Linked DNA regions of Mus musculus: region 2 is linked to region 1. Evidence: chromatin contacts called from public Hi-C data. All regions are on one chromosome and are shown on one strand. The core of a region is the stretch at or near the end of the contact, and the rest is flanking DNA. Distances in the headings are between cores, read along the strand shown.

The links. A called contact is a pair of places that touch in the nucleus more often than the background predicts.
Region 2: a Hi-C map of liver shows a contact between it and region 1, with 4 times the contacts expected there. The contact joins the promoter of Gck here to the promoter of Sec14l4 in region 1. A contact is called at or near these places in 2 of 39 promoter capture datasets (both in liver), 1 of 484 Hi-C or Micro-C datasets (liver) and 2 of 9 other capture datasets (adipose tissue and liver).

What each region holds. Positions count from the first base shown.
Region 1 is chr11:4,029,467-4,034,459 of GRCm38.p6, forward strand. It overlaps Sec14l4 (SEC14-like lipid binding 4), which reads left to right and starts at 2,316. Exons shown (of 12, transcript NM_146013.1): 1 at 2,316-2,433. The coding sequence starts at 2,380.
Region 2 is chr11:5,912,488-5,917,480 of GRCm38.p6, forward strand. Gck (glucokinase) reads right to left here and starts at 2,648. Exons shown (of 10, transcript NM_001287386.1): 1 at 2,480-2,648. The coding sequence starts at 2,524. It overlaps Gm11967 (predicted gene 11967), which reads left to right and starts at 2,780. Exons shown (of 2, transcript NR_166847.1): 1 at 2,780-2,909; 2 at 3,847-4,275.

The DNA.
Region 1 (4,993 bases), core at 1,066-3,565:
ATATGTATGTATGTTTGTGTCTCTGAGTGTGTGTGCACCATGTGATGTAATGCCCCAGAAGGCCAGAAGAGGGCGTCAGATCACCTGGACCTGAAGTTACAGCCGGTTGTGAGCTTCCTGAGAGATGCTGCTGGATGAGTCTGGGCTTCTGGGAGAGCCACAAGTGCTCTGAAGCACCGCGTCACCTCTCCAGGCCCAGGAACCTGGATTCTCAAAGGGGAGAAAGAATAAGCAGAACATAGAGGGTTTGTAGGTCAGTGAAAATATTCCCTCTGAAACCACAGCCAGGGACATGTCCTTTTACAGTTCTTAACCCCTACTGACTCCTAAAACTGCCTTAGAGAAGAAAATCTATCGATTACAAAATAGGCCTTTCATTCCAGCACTCACGAGGCAGAGGCAGGAGGATCTCTGGGTTTAAGGTCAGCCTGGTCTACACAGTGAGTTCCAGGTTGGCAAGGGCTGCGTAGTGAGACCCTGTTTCAAAAAATAAAAACTATGAAAAAATAAAATAAATGCACTTTGTGCGAGTCCACCCTGAGTCCTTTCATCTGAGGAATAGCTCAGCCTGTAGAAGGCTTGTCCTGTGTTCCAGCTCCAGAGCCATATAAACCAGGTGTCCCAGTTAGGGCTACTGTCGCTGAGACACAACAGCATGACCAAGGTAGCTTGGGGAGGGAAAGGGTTTATTCAGCTTACACTTCCACACTGCTGTTCAAGGAAGTCAGGACAGAAACTCACACAGGGCAGGAGCCTGGAGGCAGGAGCTGGTGCAGAGGCCATGGGCGGATGCTGCTGACTGCTCACTTGCTCTGGATTGCTCAGCCTGCTTTCTTATAGAGCCCAGGACCACCAGCCCAGGGCTGTCACCACCTACAAGGGGGTGGGCCATCCCTTCATCGATCACTAATTAAGAAAATGTCCTGCCGGGCATGGTGGTAATGCCTTTAATCCCAGCACTCGGGAGGCAGAGGCAGGCAGATTTCTGAGTTTGAGGCCAGCCTGGTCTACAAAGTGAGTTCTAGGACAGCCAGGGCTACACAGAGAAACCCTGTCTCAAAAAAAGAAAAAAAGAAAAAGAAAATGTTCTATAGATTTGCCAGTAGCCTAATCTGATGGAGGCTTTCTCAAAGGTGCTCCCTCCTTTCTGATAACTTTAGCTTGTGTCAAGTTTATATAAAATTACCCAGAATACCAGACTTGATGGCCCCTGCCTGTAATCCCTTCACTGGGGAGGTGGAAGCCGAAAGATCAAGAGTTCAAGATTCTCCGTGGTTACACAGTGAGTCTGAAACATCTTGGCCTACGTAAGAACCCTGTCTTTTTTTAAAAGTGTATTTTGTATATTTCAGAATATCTGAAGTTATAATATGAACATACATGTATCAGTAGGAAAACTGAATAAAATAGTTACTGTTTCTGGTGCTAAGTCATTGAAATCTGATTTGCCGTTTCTACCTAGCACAGGCCATACTTGTTCCTGACCAACCACATCTCCAACAGACAATAGTCCAAAGGACAGTGAGCCCTTGCTTGGTCACCCCCTACCTAAAACTTAATTTGATCCATGGGACGACAGAGGGGAAAGGTGTCAGTGGCCTGTTTCACTATCTCCTCCCTGCTCAGGTGCCACCTGCTTTGCAGAAAATTCATGCCAAGGCAGCCTGTGTTTTCTCATCCTACCCAGAGAGGTCAGCCTACTCAGTGTGGCTGCCTCCCACCCTCTACCTCCCAGAGGCTCACCCCTGGGCCATCCTGTAGTTCCCGCCTGAGCTGACGGCCTTCATAGAGTGTTGAAACTGTGTGTGCCGTGCCAGGCATTCTGCTAACACAGGAGACATGGTCTTACCTAATCCCTCCTAACTTCTAGAGGTCTGGAGCCATTTGGCAAATAAGGGCTCTCCTGGCCAGCAAACATTTGTGGAGCGCAGCCTGTGTTCAAGGTCGGGGGAGGGGGGCTGGGCTCTCCTTGGGCAAAAGGACTCAGAAGTGGTGACATTTTCAACTCCCACTTGGCTCCGGAAGTGTGTGCTCCACGTACCTGTCCTTAGGTGAGCACTTTCTTAACACCCACTCCCCACACACCTACAGTCCCACCCCCTGAAAGCGCGTGAAGACCTGGAGGTGAGGGCCACTTGCTACCTCAGACTCTCAGGACACCTCTTGAGATCTGGTCACCTCTCTGTCCCCTTAAGGTAGGCTTGATGACCTGGGGCAGACAAAACAAAAGAAAAACAAAAACAGGGGAGCACTGGGTAGGGCGGGGCAGGAACAGGGATTCTCCCTTGGGGCGGGCCTCCCTTGGGGCGGGATCAGCAGCAGACCTGCTAAGTAAAGCCCTGTGAAGGTGGCAGCAGCTGAGGCCTAGCAGAGAGCACCATGAGAGGACAAGTCGGGGACCTGAGCCCGCAGCAGCAGGAGGCTCTGGCCAGGGTAAGGGGTGAGGGGTGAGGCGGGAGGGAAGGCACGGGAGCCAAGCAGAACCCAAGCGGCCCGCATTGGCTACAGCTTTATGCAGGGACTGGTTGGCGAAGCCAGCGCCTCCCGCGCACACCTGGGCTAGGACCTCTCTCTACCTCTGAGCAACTGCCGGTGTGTGTGCGTGCGCGTGTGTGCGTGTGCGTGTGTGTGTTTGCAAGTTTAGCCTTCCAGCACAGCTCCCACCACCCATCCCTGGCCTCTGTTCCCAGGCCAGTGACTTCTGCCAGGCAGATTAGGAGATCCCTGCCAGATTGCAACAGTGTTTGGTTTGGTTTCTGTTGCTCGGGTTCCCAGTCTTCTCCCTATCAGACTTACTTGTTTACTTTTAATTATGACAGAGAAATAGAGGGGCTAGGGGTCTGATTTTTGAGAGCCTCCTGCAGGCTGTACCTGGAGAAGGGAAAGGCTATGAGGAAGGGGAGTCCCATCCAGGTTCTCATTCAACCTCGTTTGAAGGGGAAGCTTAAGAATTGTGACAGGTACTGAAGGTGTTTAAGTCTGGAATCCCAAGCCTTGCGAGACAAAGACCAGAAGATTGTGGGTTCAAGGCCAGCCTGAATTTAGTGACACTGTCTCAAGGAACAAGAGATGAACGGCTTGTTTTGTAGTGTCTCCCATGCGGAAGAACCTTACAGGGAGACATGAGAATCCTGGGTGAAGGAGGGGACCTGGAGATTCAGCCATTAAGGGGTCCTTAGTGGAACAGGAAGGACCCTCTGATGAGACTCCCAGGGCTGATGGTCTCAGAAGGCACCCGGTGCCTCCTGAGTTCTTTTGGAACTGGAAACATGGTCTCTGGGAGTGGACTATGATAGAGAACCCCACCAGCCACTCCTACTTTCTCCACTAACTAAAAGTAACAAATGCTTGCTATGTTAAAACATATAGGAAGAGAAAGGAGGAAGGAGGGGGAGGCTAAGGACGGCCCAGAGCTCTGTACTGCCTTGCCCCGGATCACTTCCTTCCAGAGTCCTCCTGAGCTAGGGTGGGCCACTGTGGTCACACTTCAGACACACAGTCTTCAGTGTGGCACTGTAAGGTGGCTTCTCTCCAGGCTGAGTTAGAAGTCACCTGGAGGGGAGGATAGGTATAGCTTTGTTTTTTACAGGGCACTGGCCCCTTTCACACCCTCCAACCCCCACCCCTGACAAAATTTCCTTTGGCTCCTGAGGATGCAGCTGCTTTCTGGTGTGAATCCTCCCTTTGCCTGCTGGGAGCCAGGCTTCAAACCTACCGCTTGTGTGCACCCGAGAACATCACACGGAATGGCAGAGAGGGGCGGCTATGAATTTACCAAAAAACAAAAAGGCCAAAGAGGAGAAGTTGTTTTTTTTTTGGGGGGGGGGGTCTGTTTGTTTGTTTGTTTGTTTGTAGATTTATTTATTTGTGTATAGGAGCACTTTATCTGCATGTCAGAATTGGGCATCAGATCCCATTACAGATGGTTGTGAGCCACCACGTGGTTGCTGGGGATTAAACTCAGGACCTCTGGAAGAGCAGTCAGTTCTCTTAACCGCTGAGCCATCTCTGCAGCCCAAGGAGACGTTGTTAAATGCACAGCTGCACAGTGATAATCCCAGAGAAGAGACCATGCCAACTCAGGTGGTGTCGGCCGGTCTGTCACAGCAGCTAACTGGAAGTTTAGTCATCTCATAGGCTACTTGTGCAGGGTCATCAGCTGCACCGAGGCTGGCTTTAGTAAACTGCAGAGCACCAGTTATTTCCAGACTGGCCTCTAGGTGTTAGGCTGTAAATGTTAGTATCCGGCATCGTGCATCATCAGGCCCCAAGTGCTCATGTTCCCCTTGCTACAGTGTAGGAATTTCTACCTTTACGTTTGGCCTTTTTTTTTTTTTCACATATTTTTAATTGTGTAAGCAAAGCCAAATGCAGTCCCATGTCATCCTCTGCTGGATTATCATTATTAGCCTGGCGTGGTAGCATACACCGTTAATCCCAACCCTGGGGAGGCAGAGGTAGGATGACCTCTTTGAGTTCCAGGCCAGTCTGGTTTACACAGTAAGACCTTGTCTCAAAATAAAAATTATTATTGCTGCTTTTAAGAAATTTGGGGTATCTAGCCCTGAATGGCTTCAAACCCACCAGATCCACCTACATCTGCCTCTTGGGTACTAGGCCCAGGCTTATAGAGGTGTGTGTGTGTGTGTGTGTGTGTGTGTGTGTGAGACTATACGAGTGTTTTACCTGAATGCACATCTGTGCATCACATGTGTGCCTGGTGCTGGAGAGGGACAGAAGAGGGGAATTGGATCTCCTGAAACTGGAGTTAGAGATGGTGGTGGGACTCGATATGAGTGCTAGGAATCAAACTTGGGTCCTCTGGAGGAAGATCCAGTTATCTTTAACTGATGAGCTATCTCTCCAACCCTGTAGGTTTTCTTTCTTCCTCTTTTTGAGATATGCTTTCCATTTGTAGCCCAGGCTCGTCGAAAACTCATGATCCCCCTGTCTCAACTTCCTGAGTGCTAGGGCTACAGACTTGTGCCATCAA
Region 2 (4,993 bases), core at 1,398-3,897, 1.9 Mb after region 1:
GAAGGACACAGGACCTCCTCTACAATGAAATAAGACCCACAAAAAAAACCCCTAAGACACTGCATTCACTCACAAGGCCATGCCGAAGAAACCCAAGACACATACCGCCACCATGCCACCTTCTGCAGTTTTCCAGAGAAGGGGGTAGAATTTTCTGGCATTGAGGAAGTGAGAAAGGACCTTCTGAGAGCCCAGCCCCACTCTCATAAACAGAACTGCACCTGGCCTGTGGATCTGCCAACATTTAAAAATTTATTTAAAATTGAGGTCCTTCTACAGAAGTCTCCAACAAACTAGGTCTGCATGCTCAGGAGGCTTTAGGGAAGTGGAGAGGCTGCCCCCAAGTGGTAGGACCTGGCCACAGAACCCTCATTCTGAGCCTTGGCCAAACCAGCTAGGCTTCAGTACTTCCCATACTGACCCAGACCACTGTGGCTAGAAGGACACCTCGCATTCCCCACGTTGTCTTTCCCAATGCAGGCGATGCAGGTCGGAGGGTGGGTGCTGGAAGAGGCTTAGGCTGCAGTAGCTAACGGGCTCTGCTAGACAGCGCCTCTTCGTGTGCACTGGGTCTGAAGATGCCCATACTCCTGGCACCAGCTCAGTGTGCAACCCTGGGGAGAGGCTTCACAGCCCTCAGGCTGCGGGTTTGGGAGGGGAAATGGGCATTGTGTCAGTCTTAACAGCCTCTGTGCATTGTGCACATGAGCAAGGATTGTGGGCCAGGCCTATCGTGGGTATCCCTGGGACACTCCATATTCCTGAATCATTCCAAGACAATCCAGGGTTGCTAAACACACACTCTACAACCCACCCCCACAAAGCCACGGTGTGCAGAGCCTACAGAGCCAAGAGTGCGGAGCTGGGTTGTAAGCAGAAGCCTGGACTCGGAGCCGACACTCGCCCATTGGGATCCTTCCTGCAGGACTTCAGGAGCTGGCTTTGGCAGGTGTCCAGTTAGCCATTCTCACGTGTCTCTAGAAGTACCTCGTGCTGCAGGGAGACCCTGGTAGCTCACTAGATTCTCTTGTGGGCCTTGTCTGAAAAGTCACAGGACACATAACCAAGGTTCATGGCCACGAGCAAACATAGGGCTTTTCCTGTGGGAGGACTCCCTTCTCCTGAGTCCCCTGAAGAGCACTGGCAGGTTTCCTGAGCTGATGCCAGTTCTAGCCAGTGTGCTCTGTGGTGTGTGGGATGTTAGAGAAGAGCTGAGAGCATTTGCTGTCTGTCTGTTTGTCTGTCTGTCTGTCTATCTGTCCAAGCACAGTACCACACGAGGCCAGTGCTCACGGAGAGTCACGGAAGAGAATTACATGACAGTAGAGTTGAGTTGGGTGGTGAGGCAAGGAAGTGGGTGTCAGGGTGGGCTGAGGGGTGCAGCTCCTCACTTTCCTAGAAAGTGAGGAAGTTGCATAGAGGGGAGAAAGGAGTCACCCCGACAACCACGAGAAGGCTAGAGACGCCTGGCTACAGAATGCGGACTTCTTGAGACAGGGTGGAACTGGGTGGCATTAGGCTGTCTCCAGAATCTGTGTACTGTGACAGTGCACACAGGACAGAGATGTGGTAAGGTCTAGAGAACATACAGACATCTGGTGACAGCTTGGTCTAGGGGGTTTAGGAAGAGACACACTAGGAGGATCACATGGACGAGCCTGAGCAGCTGCAGCAGGGATCCACTGGGATTAGGCATCCTGGGAAACCAATCTAAGCAACCCATCTGCCTGCACATAGCTGCCTCAAGTATGTATGGCTGGCTGTGTGCAGACACAGTTCAGGGAAACAGTGGGGAAACAAGCCCTTAGCATGGAGATGTTCTTATACAAGTCTGGATTAGGTCACAGGGAACTAATAGCAAAAGTGGGAGGGATAGAGCTGGCAGGGTCAGATCCCTGAGCACACTCTGATTGCCCACCTTATAATGCAGGAAAAAAAGAAGACACCATCAAGTGCTGTGTTTACCATCTTAGCAGTGGGAGAGGTAGCCCCAGGGAACTGTAGACCCCAGAGGATCTGGACAAGGGCCATAGCAGCCTACAGACAAAAGCCACAGTTCTGAAGGTCCAGAGACAGTGTCAGCACCTGCATGTCCAGTCTTAGCCTGGATCCTCTTTTCCAAGGTCCTATGGTGGCTTTATACAAAGGAGTGAGTGGCCCTAGGTCAGCCATCCACATACTTCTGGAGAAGAAAGCCCCACACTCTACTGAGTACAGCCATGAGGTGCCCCTTAGAGATGAGCAGCACTCAGAAAACATCCCGAGGCTAGGCACTGTCATTCCAGAAACAAGCCCTGGTGGACTCCTCAAGAGCTGGACAATCGTAGCACCAATGAGAAGGGATACAGGGAAGAAGGGACAAATCCAGGTCTCCTACAGGATCGCACTCATCCTTGAACCAATCCCTCTCTCCAACCTGAGCATGCTGCCCTCCAGGTCTCCCCCAATTCAAGGCCTTTGGCCTGTGAGGGGCCCTTACCAGAGTCAACGACTGGGCTCCCCTCCTTGTAGTATCCACAGCCATCTGAGGATAAGCAGGGGTCGTTGGGGAAGTAGAGATGTTCCTGACTCCCGAGGCCACCTGCTGTGGGTGAGGACTGTCTGGCTGAGTGTTGCAAAAGACAGGCAGCCAAGGACTTCTGCACTAATGGGTCAGTCTGAGAGGTGGCTCCTAAAATACCCTGCCTACTGCCACGGGGTCAGGGACAGGGCCAGGGCCAGGACAAAGAACCACGTGGGATCAGGTTTGACAAAGGCCACAGGGACAGGGCTATGAGACAGGCTACCATGTTCTCTGAACACTGGTTGGAGCTGCTGTGGAGAGGTTGATGAAGTGGCTGGAGCTAGCCCACTCACATGCCCCCTTCCAGACTTGTTACAGAAGATGATGATCGGATGCTTTGAAACAGGTAGGCACGAGGAGCTGTGTGAGCCAGTGAGGCTTCAGACTTGTGGGTAGTGGAGATCCTCATGGGGTTTCACCTATGGAGGGTTGGCTATGCACAGCCACACAGTCTGGGGCTCCACCATAGAACTTGGCTGGGAAGGAGAAGCTGGAGGAAGGAAGGAAGGAAGCCAAGCGTTTGTGGAAGGGAGAGTTTGGTCACGGCATGGACTGGGGCAGATGGGAAGGACATCTGTGCACATACAAGCTGGAGAAGATTCAGGTCCTCTGGCTTCCCTGACACCCCCTCCCCTGCAAGTAAAACAATTTTTTTTTTTAACTATTGTGGAATCTTCTTAAATTTCCTTTAACCCAAACAGCAAGAAATAGAATAGAAGAGGCCGTTAAATTTTGTGACAGCAATGCTCAGGACATTCTGGGCTCTTCTACGGGGTTCAGACACCTCCTAGACCTTTCTTTGGGTTTGGCCAGGAGTGACCCCAACATACTCTGCACTTGCTGGCATTTCCAAGCCCTGCTAAAATTAGCTGCCACTGGCAAGTATGACAGGGTACATAGGGTGCCTGTCAGAATGCCAGGTTTTCCCAAGATTGGCCAGTATGGTCACCCCTTGACACGATTGATCACTTTCCCAAAATAGAGCAAAGCTGGCCTCACCAGACCTCATATGACAAGCCTCTGACTACCCAACCCCTGGCTCTGAGCCCCTTTTGCTTTGGGGGTTGAGCTCATGCCTGAATTTGGGGTGGCTGGTCTTGGAGCTGCCTGGGAGCCTTGCTCCCATCTCCTGGGCAAGTCACAGGAGAGGAAGAGGAAGAGGAGGATAGAGGAGGAGGAGGAGGAGGAGGAGGCAAATCTTCAAGCTCTAATCTCTGGGAGGTGGGAGGAAGGGTGTGAACCAATGCAAAGCCAGAGACAAACGGAGCGGATTTCTGTCTCAGCCAGACTGCGCATGAGCAGCAAGCATCCTCCCAGAACATGTCCCAGGGCGTGGTCTCTTTCCAGTCACTGCACCTTTGAGGGAAGAATGGGATCTAGTTGGCTAAGCACCCAGGACAACTCTGGCAACTCACCGCCCCCCCCTGTGAATCCACCTCGTCCAGGAGTACCATTCTGCAGTAAGGACACGTAGCTCGATGTTCTTCCTACACTCAACAGTCACGACTGGAGAGGAGGGGACAGGACAGAAGGTGCCTTAGGGATGAGATCTCATGATGGACGCACAGGACATGGAAAGCTGCATGAACACTGTGTCTGCTTGGATTTGGAGAAAAACAGAGCCTTGCAGCCATGAGTTAGAGCATTTTCCCATCTTCATCTTTCATTTGATAGAGGGAGTGAGTAAACTGAAGGAACCATTTTCTGTCCTAGTTGGTGACCTTCCACCTCCTTTTTTCTCCTCTCATGTGTATGCAAGCATGCGTGTGTGTGTGTGTATGTGTGTGTGTGTGTGTGTGTGTGTGTGTGTGTGTGTGTGGTGTTCATATGCACGTGCATGCACCTATGCACTGCCATGCAGAAGAGGCCAAAGGAGGAGAATATGTGTGTCTTGTCTATCACTTGCCATCTTCTCTGTTTGAGACAGAAGCGAACATGAAGTTTATGTTTTCAGCTAAGCTGGCTGCGGGGCTCTGCCTGTCCCTGTCCTCCAACTTCTGGTGTATTAGTAATGCAGAGCCATGCTTGGGTTTTACGTGGGTGCTGGGGATTCAAACTCAGTTTCTCTCACTTGTACATCAAGTGCTCTTACTCAGTGAGCACCCCTCCCCCACCCCGGTCCCTGTGCCTTGTTCAAGAAGTCATTTCATACACGTGGCTGCATTTTCTATTCATTTACCTCAAGGTATCAGCAGGACAAGGATAGTAACTGATAATCAAGCTTATTCATTCTAGTATCAAAAAATAATAATCACAGCATTGGGCAGCACTTCCGTGCAGTCGTAACAAAGGTCACGTGAAAGCTGACAGGATAGCTCAGCAGGTAGAGCACTTGCCATGGAAGCCTGGTGACGTTAGTCTGATCTCTGGAACCACGTAAAGATGACAGAGAGGGGGCTGGGAAGATGGCTTAGCAGTGTAGAACTCTGA